Regions from separate parts of the Mus musculus genome. Here region 2 is linked to region 1. A link is a contact called in public HiChIP or PLAC-seq data. All regions are on one chromosome and are shown on one strand. The core of a region is the stretch at or near the end of the contact, and the rest is flanking DNA. Distances in the headings are between cores, read along the strand shown.

Region 1 (6,264 bases), core at 2,497-4,996:
TTCGGTTGGGTGACCCAAAGGATGGCACACCTGCCTGCATGCTGAAGCCCCTCCGGATCCTGTCTTACTTGTGGGTCTTTTCTGTACTGTGGACTTGCAGGACCTCTCCTCACAGACTGGAGTAGAAGCCGAGTGCAATAAAACACTGAGGAGTGTGGGAACCAGTAGTCCACAGACAGAACATCCTCTAGGAGTCAAGTTGATGATCCTAATCTTTGCATTTCCAACAGCTATGAAAATAAATATCCGAGTTCCAAAGGGAGGAAACAAGAGTTCTGAGGGCATGTTTTTTATTATTATTATTATTATTTCTTTCAAAGGAAGAAAAAATTTAGGGTTTCAAATGATTATGAAGTAATACAACATTCCATAATAATCTACAGCTTAAGTCAAATGACTTTAATGGATCACAGTTACTGTGGAGCACTAGTGGGTCACTGGGTCAAAAGGATGATGGTTTTTCAAACTACACCAGGTTATTTATGACTTAGATTATCATTTGCTTTTATTAAATAAGAAGGTGGTATCTTCTGTCCTGATAATAAATCTAAAAATTAATTTAAAATGCAGTCCAAATACTTTATATACAGGGGAAGGGAATTTTTGCATAATTGAGAGGAAACTGTAATCAGTTAGGTTCGTTTTATAGAATTAAAGCTCTGGTAGAAAGGAAGTCAAGAACATAATCAGATTTCAGACCACATCTTATCTGAAAAGACATGTTTCTATGTAAAGTCAGAGACTTCAGGATGTACCCTCAGTGCCTAAGACATGGAACTAAGAAAATCCTTTTCCCTAAACAGGTATAGTGAAAAGGGATGACTCTTGTTTCTTTAGTAAATCAGACGACTCTACTCTTTGCTGTTTTTATTTTTTATTTTTTTTTAATTCTCAGATGTCACTACCACAAGGCTGGTTGTTTTCAAGATTAAATTGTGGGGAAGTTGATAGTGTGCTAAATGAGCCAAGTTATTTTCTATTGTGTCAGGGCTTCCTTTGTTCAAGATACCTTGAAGACTTCAAAGGATTCCTGAGACATTAGCTTAGTGTTTTACCTAAAAAGGGCACGAACCCCATGCACAAAAATCTCTTAACAAAAAGAGCATCTGAAGACATATGGGCCATATGAATTTTCTCATGATGAAAGTCAAAAGCAATCGGTTCTCCCTACTTCAATTTAACCTCTATTCTTTCACACAGGTTATATTGACAGACAGGAACCTATCTGTCTACAACCCATTCAGTCTACTTTCCAGCCACCACTTACTTCTGGCCAAGGCCATGATGCAGTAAACAGCCAAAGCACTGTTGTTTTCTCATGGAATTTACATTCACATGGGATGACTAGACATACATAGAATAGCTTTATTTAAATGGCATAAAGATGCAATGGGCAAAGTGTAAGGAACAACTAGGTAGATGACTGTGTTAAGTCTTTCTTCAGCTGACCGATCACGAAAGTCCTGCTGAGCACTGCTGAGTCACATGGCCTGAAAAGTGCCTATTCTTGGTGTGTTCATGATTTCCAGCCCTTCTGTGAGAGTTAACACACATAAAGATCTTAGGATAGTAGCTAGCATGGGGCAAGTGCTTACTTTACAGCATCCTTAGGTTGATTGGTTTGGATCATTTTTGGACTAATATTTTCTGCAGCTTGCCTGGAGCCCTGCCTCTGGGTTAACGGCATTTTCTGCTTTTGCAGATGACCCAGGTTTGAAACCCAGCACCAATGCCCCGCCGCTGACAACCACCTGGAACACCATCCACAGACTGATCAGACACTTCAGAACTCTGCAGGCACTGGCACGGGAACATAAACCGACCCACAGGCATACGTACATATAATTATAAAATAAAATAAACCTGAAACAGAAATGTTTTTCTAGCTTACCGAATGCTAAGTATCTGAGCTTTCGTTTTCTTGAATCCATTTGGAAGCTGTTATTTTGATTACTTATCTAAGGTCTTCCAGCTTCTACGGGTTTTCAACTTTAAAAGATCTCCCTAAATTGACACTATTTCCTAGCTTAAGCTCTCTAATTATACTCTGAAGCATAAGGAGAAAAAGCTTAGAATTTGTGGTGTTTAAATGATCTTCCTTACGCTATTTTAAATAGAAGGCAAATGTGAATTCGTTCTCGTTGATCTTGTTTTCTCAATGGGTGTGAATAGAGCCAGATACTTTAGAAGGAACAGAAATCGCATTTCCTTGTCTGAATTATTCATGACACTCCAAGATACATTTAAGCTTTCCCCAGGTCCTGGCAGTAGTCCTGTGTTATGAAACTGTTGGAGCTCAGTGAGTGCTTTTCTTCAGGAAGACTATATTTTGCTTTAAAAAATAATAATAGCATTTCCTAAAATTTTCAGTTTTTTCCTTCTCGTCTGTTTTGTAATTTCAAAAAATAAAATAAAAAATAAGAAACGTCTCCTTATTTGCTTTTTTATCTCTGAGTAAAAATGGCCTTTTAAAAAAATCACATGTCAGCATCAGGACAATGTGGACAGAAGATCTGATTACTGTGGGCCATCTATTCATTTGCTATGCTGACTGAAGATTTAATGGACTGTCTCAGTCAGGGTTTCTATTCCTGCACAAACATCATGACCAAGAAGCAAGTTGGGGAGGAAAGGGTTTATTCAGCTTATACTTCCACACTGCTGTTCATCACCAAAGGAAGTCAGGACTGGAACTCAAGCAGGTCAGGAAGCAGGAGCTGATGCAGAGGCCATGGAGGGATGTTCCTTACTGGCTTGCCTCACCTGGCTTGCTCAGCCTGCTCTCTTATAGAACCAAGACTACCAGCCCAGAGATGGTCCCAGCCACAAGGGACCTTTCCCCCTTGATCACTAATTGAGAAAATACCTTACAGTTGGATCTCATGGAGGCATTTCCTCAACTGAAGCTCCTTTCTCTGTAATAAAGGAGCTTTGTCAAGTTGACACGAAACTAGCCAGTACATGGACCAACCTGTTTCCTGAATGCCTTCAATGTCCCAGCTGCCATTCTAAAGCCGGAGTCCAGTTTTGCTTGCCACTTTTGTTCTGACCAAACATTGATCTTTTTTTTTTTTTGTTTTTAACCTTAGGTACTCACATGACCTCCCCTTACCTAAAATTGTCTAACCTAGCAGACAAGCACACAAAACACAAGACTATCTGCGCTGTTGGAACAACCGATTGGTTCTAACATTTTCATCTTGACCACTATGTTGTTTATATAGATCTGGCAGTCTATCTGGATGTGGTAGCAAATGTTTGCAATCTCAGTACTCAGGAAGCAGAGGCAGGAGGATTAGGGGTTGGAAGCCAGCCTGGCCTCTTTCAAAGAAGTCAAGGGAGTCAGAGAGCTGGATCAGTGGCTAAGAGCAACTGATGCTCTAGCTGAGAACCGTGGCTACCTAAGTTCCTGCGTCCATGTGGTAGTCCACAACCTTCTGCAACTCCCAAATTCCAAGGGGATCTGATAGCCTCTCTGGACTCCACAGGTACCACACAATGTCCTGTAAGTGCTAGGTGCAGGGAAAATATCCATACACATCAAATAAAATCATGTAAATCCTTAAGAACAATAACAAAGGGGAAAAAAAATCCAGATCTGGCTAGTAAGAGACAAGTCCTTTCAAAAGGTTTTTTTTTACTCTCACAGCATAAACTATGGAATTTTCCACACACTTATGTAGCTGACAGATTATGTGCACTTGTTTCAGAGTACACTAAACCTTCACCAGACTACACAGTGAGCACAAACACAGATGGGGTTGCTGTGACCTGATCCTCTTTGCCTGATTAACTTCAGCACAGAAAATGACAGAATAAGGTGGGGTGGCGCATTGGCAAGCCACAAGAAGTCATCACTTCAGCATCCACTGTGGGCTCCCTAAGCTTCTTGTTGTTACTGTTGGGTTCTTTTCCTAAGCGGTATCAAGTATGGGTACAGGGTGTAAAATGTTCAACGTCCTAATGAGGCCGGAAGCAGGGGAGGCTTAGTTAAGAGGTGGAGAAAGACCCCGTAGTCATAAGTGTAGGCACATTTCTATTTATAGGGATGTCACCTCAATGCCAGTCACTTCCTGGGAGACCTAAAATGCACATGGGCTTTGTAGAGGATAGAAGGAACATTTAAACAAAAGTATTTTCTCCAGTGTGGCCAGAATATATATGGATTTTGTTATTGTTGTTTTGTTTTTTCTGTGCACTTAAAAAAAAAAAAGCTTCACTCTAGTCTTACTGGCATTTGTAATTTCTGTTAGGAATTTTCTAAATTGGCAATCTTGGTCAGAAGTCCCTTTTTGTTGTAGCTTATTGGTCCTCATAGCTAACCCTTACAAACACCTTAGTTTCTAAGTCAGTGGTTCCCAACCTTCCTGTTGGGGGTGCATTCCAGCCATAAAATTACTTTCATTGCTACTTAATATAACTGTAACTTTGCTACTGTTATGAATCATAATGTAAATGTTGTAGGCTACCACTGTGAAAAGATCATTTGACCCCAAATGGGGTTGCCATCCACAGGCTGAGAAACATTGCTCTCAAGGAAGCCACAGGGAGAAGAACAAGGAGGGAATATGGAATCAGAAACATTTTTGTGGCCCCTGCTCTCAACTTTTACCAAAGATTGAGTAGGAAAGGAATCTGAAAAGGTTGGCCTTTGGTTGGCCATTGGTCGGCCTGGACTCACTTTGATAATCTGTAAGAATGTTAGCCCAAGCTAAGCCTGCGAACTGCTGCTTTCTTACTACTGCACAAAGTTACATCCTTCTGAAGAAAGAGGTCATGGTTCATTATAGGAAAACCCTTTTTAATATTTGCCTTCCTTTGTGAACACTTCTCAAAGGAAAAGTAGAGGAGGTAAATGTCTGCATTGGATAAAGACATCCCCAGAACAAGAGGACATACGAACATGCATTTTAAAGGTCCCTGAAGATTTCAATTAAGCCTCTTTCTTATTTGATTTTCCTATATTTATAATATGTGCACAAAAAGAACTTAAGAAATGTTGCTAACATTTATATCTGAGGGGAATGGAAATATTTTCTTAGAGATGTTTCTTGGTTAGATTGAGGAAGAATGACAGCTCTTTGAATTTTGCTCAAAGGAAATCTAGCAAGCAGAAGCAATGGTAGGCCTACATATACTTGATTCAAATAGGGAGAAGAAAACTGGTGTCTTTTGGCCAAAATTCCTATTTAATGAACAATTCTGTTTTGAAGATTGGAAAGTATAATAGTTGATCTAAGTCTGACACATTGTAAGACTTCCCCGGCCCTGTCTTAGCAAGCGTACTCCATCCTCCATCCAACATTTATAACCTTGATGGAACTTATACCGGATCAGAGTTATTGGGCTACTTACAGTGATCAACAGTTACAGAAATGCGTCTCTACAGCTGAATACATGACTTAGCGTTTTCAGAAATGATTTATAGATATTTTGAAACAATATAGTTCTCGACAGGTATAGTTTACAACAGGCATTTTTGAATGATTTATATCCCTTTGTACAACTTTCAGAAAATTATCAAATGCAGTTATCTATTATAACTCTTTACTGAAAAACACAAGGGGGCCAATCACTACACTACCAAATATTTTTATGTATAAGATATTACATAAATATAACATTTTACTTAGATATATCTCTTAAATATTCTTATATATAAAATATGTAGGTGATTCAGATGTATGGGAGATTATATTTCCTAGAATCTAATTGCTATATTTGACTTGAGATGATTAATTTGTCTTTAAAATGAATATCAAGCTTACTCTATTATTTAATTATAACATGGTATACATTAACACCAGCAGAACACAGTCAACATAAACCCTTAGAGCCCAGCACGATCATGAGGAACTTATATTTAACACATTTTCACTAGAATATTCAAATCTGGAATAGATATTAAAATGTCTAGAAATAGGAATTTAAGTATTTTCTAGTATTTTCCCTTCTAATTTGAAACAGCTGACTATTTTAAACTCTCTAATCTGAGCTACTTTATGTATAAAACATTCACACCAAACTAATGGCTACTTTTGCCTTGAACATGGGTATCTTAAGAGACAGGAAACTGTACATGAAGTTCCCTGTGTCTCATCACACCATTCTAGCAATTTCCCCGCAACAGAAAGGTAATCAGAATATTTCTTTTAAAAAGAGAATTATGCCTTTATCTGGGGAAAAAAGTAAGTCTCCATTAAAACCAGGTCTACAGCTACAGTGACACCTCTCCCTCACCTAGGAACTAACATGGGGCGGGGG
Region 2 (6,264 bases), core at 1,017-3,516, 86 kb before region 1:
CAGATATTTAGTGTTTCAAATTCAACGAGGGGCATGTGTAGAAATTCAAAGGTTGAGCTAATATTTCAGTTTGAGCGATATGATGGTTAATCTTGCTAGAATTTATAATCACCATGGAAACAAACTTCTGGGCATATCTTTGCAGGAAATTTTAGACGGAGATAGAGATTGGTAGACCTGCCCTGAATGCGCATGGTTCCATTCCGTGGGAAGGAGTCCTACACTACATAAAAATGGGTCCTGCACTAAACAGAAAGATGAGCTGAGCACAAGCAGTCATCGTTGCCAGCCTTCTGACTTCATATTCAGTATGGCCAGTTACCTCTTCAAGTTCCTGCAGCCATGGCTTCCACATCATGATAGGGTATGCTTTCAAATTGTGAGAAAAACAAACAAACAAACACAAAACAAAACAAAACAAAACAAAACAAAGCAAGAAAAAAACCCTCTTCCTTCCTTAAACTGATTATTTTTCCAGGTACTTCATCTCATCAGCAAGACAAGTAACATATATATGTGTATGTATATGTGTATATGTATGTGTATATATATATGTATGTATACATATATATGTATGTATACACCATATCACCTCAGTGAGTTCTGAGTCAAAGCACCACAAATGTAGAGCAGGGAGACGAAGCATCTTGCTGTTCATCCACCTTCTCTCCCATTTTTACCCCTCAGCGTATTTTCTCATTACTTCTGCCCCACTGCTCTCTTTTCTGTATTCTGATCAATGGAAATTCTCAACATATGTTGGGGTTTAGGCAATCACACTAGTCAGTAGATTTTTATTTTTAAAGGGCAGTTGAGCTAAACTGTAGCTGTTTGATCATTCATAAATCACTATCCTCAGAATGTCAGGCTTGGAATAACAGCTGCCTATTTACATACATATTTGTGCATGTCAAATAGGCACATGACCCAGATCTTTGGTCCACCTGCTATCACTCTGTAAAAAGCATCACCATTGCTGAATCTAGTGGCCCAGGCTTGAAATATCAGTACTCAGGAGGCAGGGCAGGAATGTTACAAGTTCAAGTCTAGCCTGGGCTCTGGAGTGAGTTTCAGATCATCCTGGGGCCTCGATGAGATCTATCTAAAAAGGAGGAGGGAGGAGGAGGAGGAGGAGGAGGAGGAGGAGGAGGAGGAGGAGGAGGGTGGTACTGGAGATGCAGGAATATAGTTCAATGGTAGAGCACTTTCTAGAATGTACTGCCAAAAATTTTACTGCTTTCCAGCCTCAAAAAGCATTGACATCATATTTGACTCATAATTGCTATTACCATGTTCATTTGTGGTCAAATCTTATAATGTTGTGTATATCTAGAACTCACAACTATGCAAATTTAACTTCTCTGTGAGCATCTTCTAGCTTGCCTTGACTGTTTTAGTGCCTCACGACTGGTTTCCCTTCCTCTGCTTGTACCTGCATGTGTTGTATTCTGATTCTGGAATATTCTGAGAGAGGTGGCTGTAACATGATAGAGAATAATCATTTTGTTCAAAGGACTCCAACTCATGGTCCCATCTCCCATCCTCTAGGCCCATGGCTACCACTCTTGCTCCCTGCCCAGTCTGTTCTAGGATCTGGAATACTTCACTGTTGCTTGCACATACCAAGCCCACTACTATCCCAGCGTTTTCCTCTCGGCCCAGAGTACTTCCATCTATCACCAGCTTTGTCCTTTAGTCGCCCGGCTTAATGCTCAGATGCTACCTGCCTTAGTTACTTTTCTATTCCTGTCATAAAACACCGTGGCCAAGGCAAGCTATAGAAGGAAGAGGTTATTTGGGCATAACGGTTCCAGAGGAATAAAAAATCCATTATAACGGGACATATGGTAGCAAGTTGAGAGCTCACATCTTTAAACCACAAGCACCAGGCAGAGCTAGCACATTGGAAGTAGACAAAGCTTTAAGCTCTCAAAGTTCACTCCCATGGACATTCTCCCTCCAAAGAGGCTGCACCTCTTAAACCTCCATAAATAGTGTCAGTAATTGGGGACCAAGTGTCCAAATAATCAAGACTATGGGGGACATTTATGTACATATCACCCTACCAGAGAGACCATTCCTGGCCACCCCATATAAATAGCCAATTTCTTTATTTCCACTATTCTTTGGGAGTTTTCCTGCAGAGCACTCTTCCTGCCTTGAGGGCTTACATGTTTGTTTATGATCTCATTTTCATCGACACAGCAGGGGCCTCCATCAGGAGAAGGTGATTCAGAGGCAGGAAACACAGTCATAGGGTGGAACCCACGGGGAGGAAAAGCCCTTGTTCTGGTATGGCTCCACACTGGGCAGTCGTGGGGAAAGAATGAGTACGGTGAAGTGCTGAAGTCAAGGTTTCTTTTCCGTTTAGGAAGTTCAAGGAGATAGTCATTTTTAGCACCAGGGCAACTCTGGAAATATTACTGTGGTAGAGATGTGAGCCAGACAGTCTCAAAGAGAGTAGAACGAGTCTGTGCTCCATGATGTAACAAAAACAGTCAACATTGGCTGAGCACAGTGATGCAAGCCCATAATCCCGAGAACTTGGGAGGTGGAGGTCGGGAGAACAGAAATCCAAGGTCATCTTGATTATATAGTAAATTCAAGCATAGTTTGGGCTGTAAGAATTCCTGTCTCAAAGAAATGACAGTCATTGTGGCCCCATGTGTCATTAAAGTAGCAGCCTATGAATTAATTTTGCCACATGTTGATAGTGAACACCACTTTTTACCTTTTTTGTTTGTTTGTTTACATTTGTGAAATCAGACATTAATTGATCTACTTTTGGATTCTGACCAAGGGTATGAATTCAGTTAACATCAGAACAACTCTGTGCACCCCGAAACTACCACTTCCCATTGGGACCTTCATTTTGAATTCTGTAAGTGAAATATTAGTGACTATCACTGATCTTGAAGTGTAACGAGAAATTAGTTTTCTCAATTATAACAACTGTCATCCATTAATTGGGATAAGTTAATTGGCTACGTGCATGGGGTTAGAGCTTAACATCTAATCTTTTGGGGTTTTGTTAAAAGTACAAGTGATGAGATAGTCTCTTATTAAGCTAACACATTTGCATTTTAACAGACTTTTAATTTTTTTTCAAAAGGAATGCTTCTAACCATGCACAAGGTCAGCAGGTTGGATGCCATGATATTTTTGAGCAGTGTCTTGCAAAAACAAAACTTCAACCTGTGTCACCAGCCTCTCACTGCACCCAATGATTCCAATATTTGATGCATATCAAGGTCATACTTGAACTTCAGGATTACATTAAGCCAGCACCCAGCAGAATCACAGCAGTCTGTAAAATGTTAATACACTTCTGTCTGTATGTTAACTGCTTCAGGCTTTTTTCTCCTCATTTAGTCTCCTAAAATCTTCACAAAAACATGTTTTATGATAACAACAAAAAAGCAATGAATCTTGCAACCTGAATTCCTCAAACAGTGATTTTAGCGTTTATCTTATGGCATCTTTCTAACATTTGATTCTATGAAAAGATAAGGAACTGTATTGTGAGACTACAGATTAAAGGGCTTATAAATCATCTTGTTAAAGGTAAATAAATCATAATGGAATGTCTTATGATAGGCTTTAAGGCTTATAAAAAGTTTTCTCGTCAATGTATGTTAACATTTGCAAATAAAAGAATTTACTTAATCATAGTTAGTTTTAGAAATAGTTGGTTCTATAATTTGCCTAAACTGAGAGAGTTGATGTTAAGACTAACATCATTAGTATTTATTCTCTTACAATACTATAAGGTAGGATTATTCAAACAGAAAAGGAAGATCTTGAGGAAACTTTATCTCAGCATTAAATTTGTCTCCTGCAATCTGCAGCGTTTCCCTCCACAAACTACTCCTGAATTCTAAGGAAAGCATAACAAATTGGGGAAGGGCTTACAATAAGGCCCTGCCAAGCAAGGGGCAAAGGCGGCATCACCATTATGGGTAATGGTGTCTGATTGGATTAGAGGCATGTTCAATAGGAGGAAATTTAATTCCTGGTATGGTTATCCTTATTGATACCCCTTGGCTAAAGTCATAGGCCCTTGGGCTATTGATAATTTGCTAAATGGTCATGCTGTCAAATTGCTTCCCAGATATTCATGTTTGTATGTATAGACCTAGGCTGCTTTTAACCTTGGTCTGGGAATTTATTTTTTTCTTGAGCAGCAGTCACTGGAAAGATATGTAGCAAATCAAAGAGCTACAGATAGGAGACTGAGTGTTCAGCCCTAAACAATAATATCTATATTAATTCTGTTACCACCAAGCCTTAGGGAATATCATAGATAACAGGAAGATTGTAAGAACCAGAGAACAGTGAGGAGTTCTGTGATGTACAATCTTTACATATTACAGTCATAGACTCACAGAAGCTATAGTTGTTTGTGCAAGACCTGCACAGAATCAAGCTATTCAAGCCTTACCCTCTATCGAGGAGCTATTGTCAGTAACTGTGGGGGAATCGCCTATTGGTTTATTTTTATGCGATTATTTTGCCTACTTGTATGTATTGTATCATGTGCTAGTCTGGTATTATCAGAGGTCAGATGAGGAAAGCAGATCCCCTGGAACTGCAGTTATAGATGGCTGTGATCTACCATCTGGATGCTGGGAATTGAACCTGGGTCCTCTGCAAGAATAAGGACTTTTAGCCAAAGAGGCGTCTCTAAAGCGCTGGAGAAACATTCTCTATGGTGTATATGGCAAATGGTAGACTTTACATACTCCAGGGAATGGCTCCACACCCATACATGAGTAGTACCAACTTGACTTAGTCTTGATTTAGTAGGTTATATATTTTTTAAAAAAGACATGAAGTTGTAAGGGTATTGGGGCACTCAAAAGGGAAAATGAGGGGTAGATATAATTATGTGTTATCATATACATATATAAATATCTCAAAAATGAAACATCTTAAAATAATAAAATTGTTTTATCTTAAAGAAATACATCAACTATAGCCTACAGGAATTGAGGACAAAGAAAAATGTTATTGACAGTTTAAAATCAGGATAAACACTAATAAAATTGACTGCTTCTATAGACTCTAACTTATCAGAATAACAAGGTACTCCATTACACTTTAGAAATACCTTGAGAGGGGAACAAAATACTCCCAAGAGGAAAAATAGAGACAAAGTGTAGAGCAGAGACTGAAGGAAAGGCCATCCAGAGACTGCCCCACCTGGGGATCCATCCCATATACAGTGACCAAACCTGGACGCTATTGCGGGTGCCAGGAAGTGCTTGCTCACGAGAGGCTCTGCCAGATCCTGACAAATACAGAAGTGGATGCTTGCAGCCAACCATTGGACAAGCACGGGGTCCCCAATGGAGTAGTTGGAGAAGGGACTGAAGAAGGTGAGGGGGTTTGCAACCCTGTGGGGGAGCAACAGTGTCAACTGGCCAGATCCCCTAGAGCTCCTGGGAAATGGACCACCAGCCAAAGAGTACACATGGAGGGACCCACGGCTCCTGATGCATATGTGGCAGAGGATGGCCCTGTCAGACATCAGTGGGAGGAGGGGCCCTTGGTCCTGTTGGGGTTTGATGCCCCAGTATAGGGGAATGCCAGGGTGGGGAGGCAAGAGTGGGTGGGTGGGTGGGGGAGGATCCTCATAGAAGCAGGGGGAGAGGGGATGGAATAGGGGATTTCCAGAGGGGAGACCTGGAGAGGGGATAACATTTGAAGTGTATATGTGCTGCCGAAGCGAGCACATACATTTGAAGTGTAAATAAAGAAAATATCCAATAAGTGAGGGAAAAAAAGAAATACCTTAGAAAACAAACTTTAAGACTATTTTATGTAGTACATAAAAAAAATTATCTCATCATTTGAAATATAATTGACTGAAAACATAGCCTGAGCTTAAATCCTTTAGGAGCATGCGGAATGATGGTTTCATTCACATTTCCCTTAAGTATAAACACCTTAAAGACAGTGTCAGTGAAGAATAAAAAAAATACTCAGTGCCCAGTGGGTAAGTAATAATATACATTAATTGCTCCATGAATTTCAGTGGAGCGTGTCACAGCATACATTTCAATGAAGGCATTTCTTTAGCTTCCAATGAGAAGTGCATAGCAAGACCCTCACCAGAAGAAGTCTTGCTGCTTGAGAAATAAATAGAAATGGGTGCATGTTCTGTGTTGTGGAGAGACAGCGGGCACAGGAAGAGAATTTCAGAGCAAATGCTCATGAGCCAGACTGGAGTTGTTTTAAGGACCGGCAGCATCCCAGCAACCT

What was found. HiChIP or PLAC-seq counts read pairs in DNA pulled down with a chosen protein or histone mark.
Region 2: an HNF4G HiChIP or PLAC-seq map of pancreatic cancer cells shows a contact between it and region 1. The contact joins two enhancer-like sites. A contact is called at or near these places in 3 of 484 Hi-C or Micro-C datasets (cerebral cortex, cortical neurons and nephron progenitors), 2 of 115 datasets of contacts at active chromatin or transcription factors (extraembryonic endoderm stem cells and pancreatic cancer cells) and 3 of 9 other capture datasets (adipose tissue, liver and pancreatic islet).

Annotation. Positions count from the first base shown.
Region 1 is chr8:45,631,318-45,637,581 of GRCm38.p6, reverse strand. The region is part of intron 1 of Sorbs2 (sorbin and SH3 domain containing 2); the gene reads right to left. Gm51529 (a long non-coding RNA gene) reads left to right here. Exons shown (of 3, transcript XR_003947382.1): 3 at 1,703-2,566. Among named protein-coding and RNA genes, the nearest start is that of Gm51529, 7.2 kb to the left of the region's middle. Within about 2 kb of position 3,746, at least 5 of the 459 cell types and tissues checked have an H3K27ac peak or open chromatin away from gene starts, as enhancers often do. A contact at or near this core is called in pancreatic cancer cells, where this site is marked.
Region 2 is chr8:45,716,088-45,722,351 of GRCm38.p6, reverse strand. All of the region lies in intron 2 of Sorbs2 (sorbin and SH3 domain containing 2), which reads right to left. Among named protein-coding and RNA genes, the nearest start is that of Gm30635, 40 kb to the right of the region's middle. Within about 2 kb of position 2,266, at least 49 of the 459 cell types and tissues checked have an H3K27ac peak or open chromatin away from gene starts, as enhancers often do. A contact at or near this core is called in pancreatic cancer cells, where this site is marked.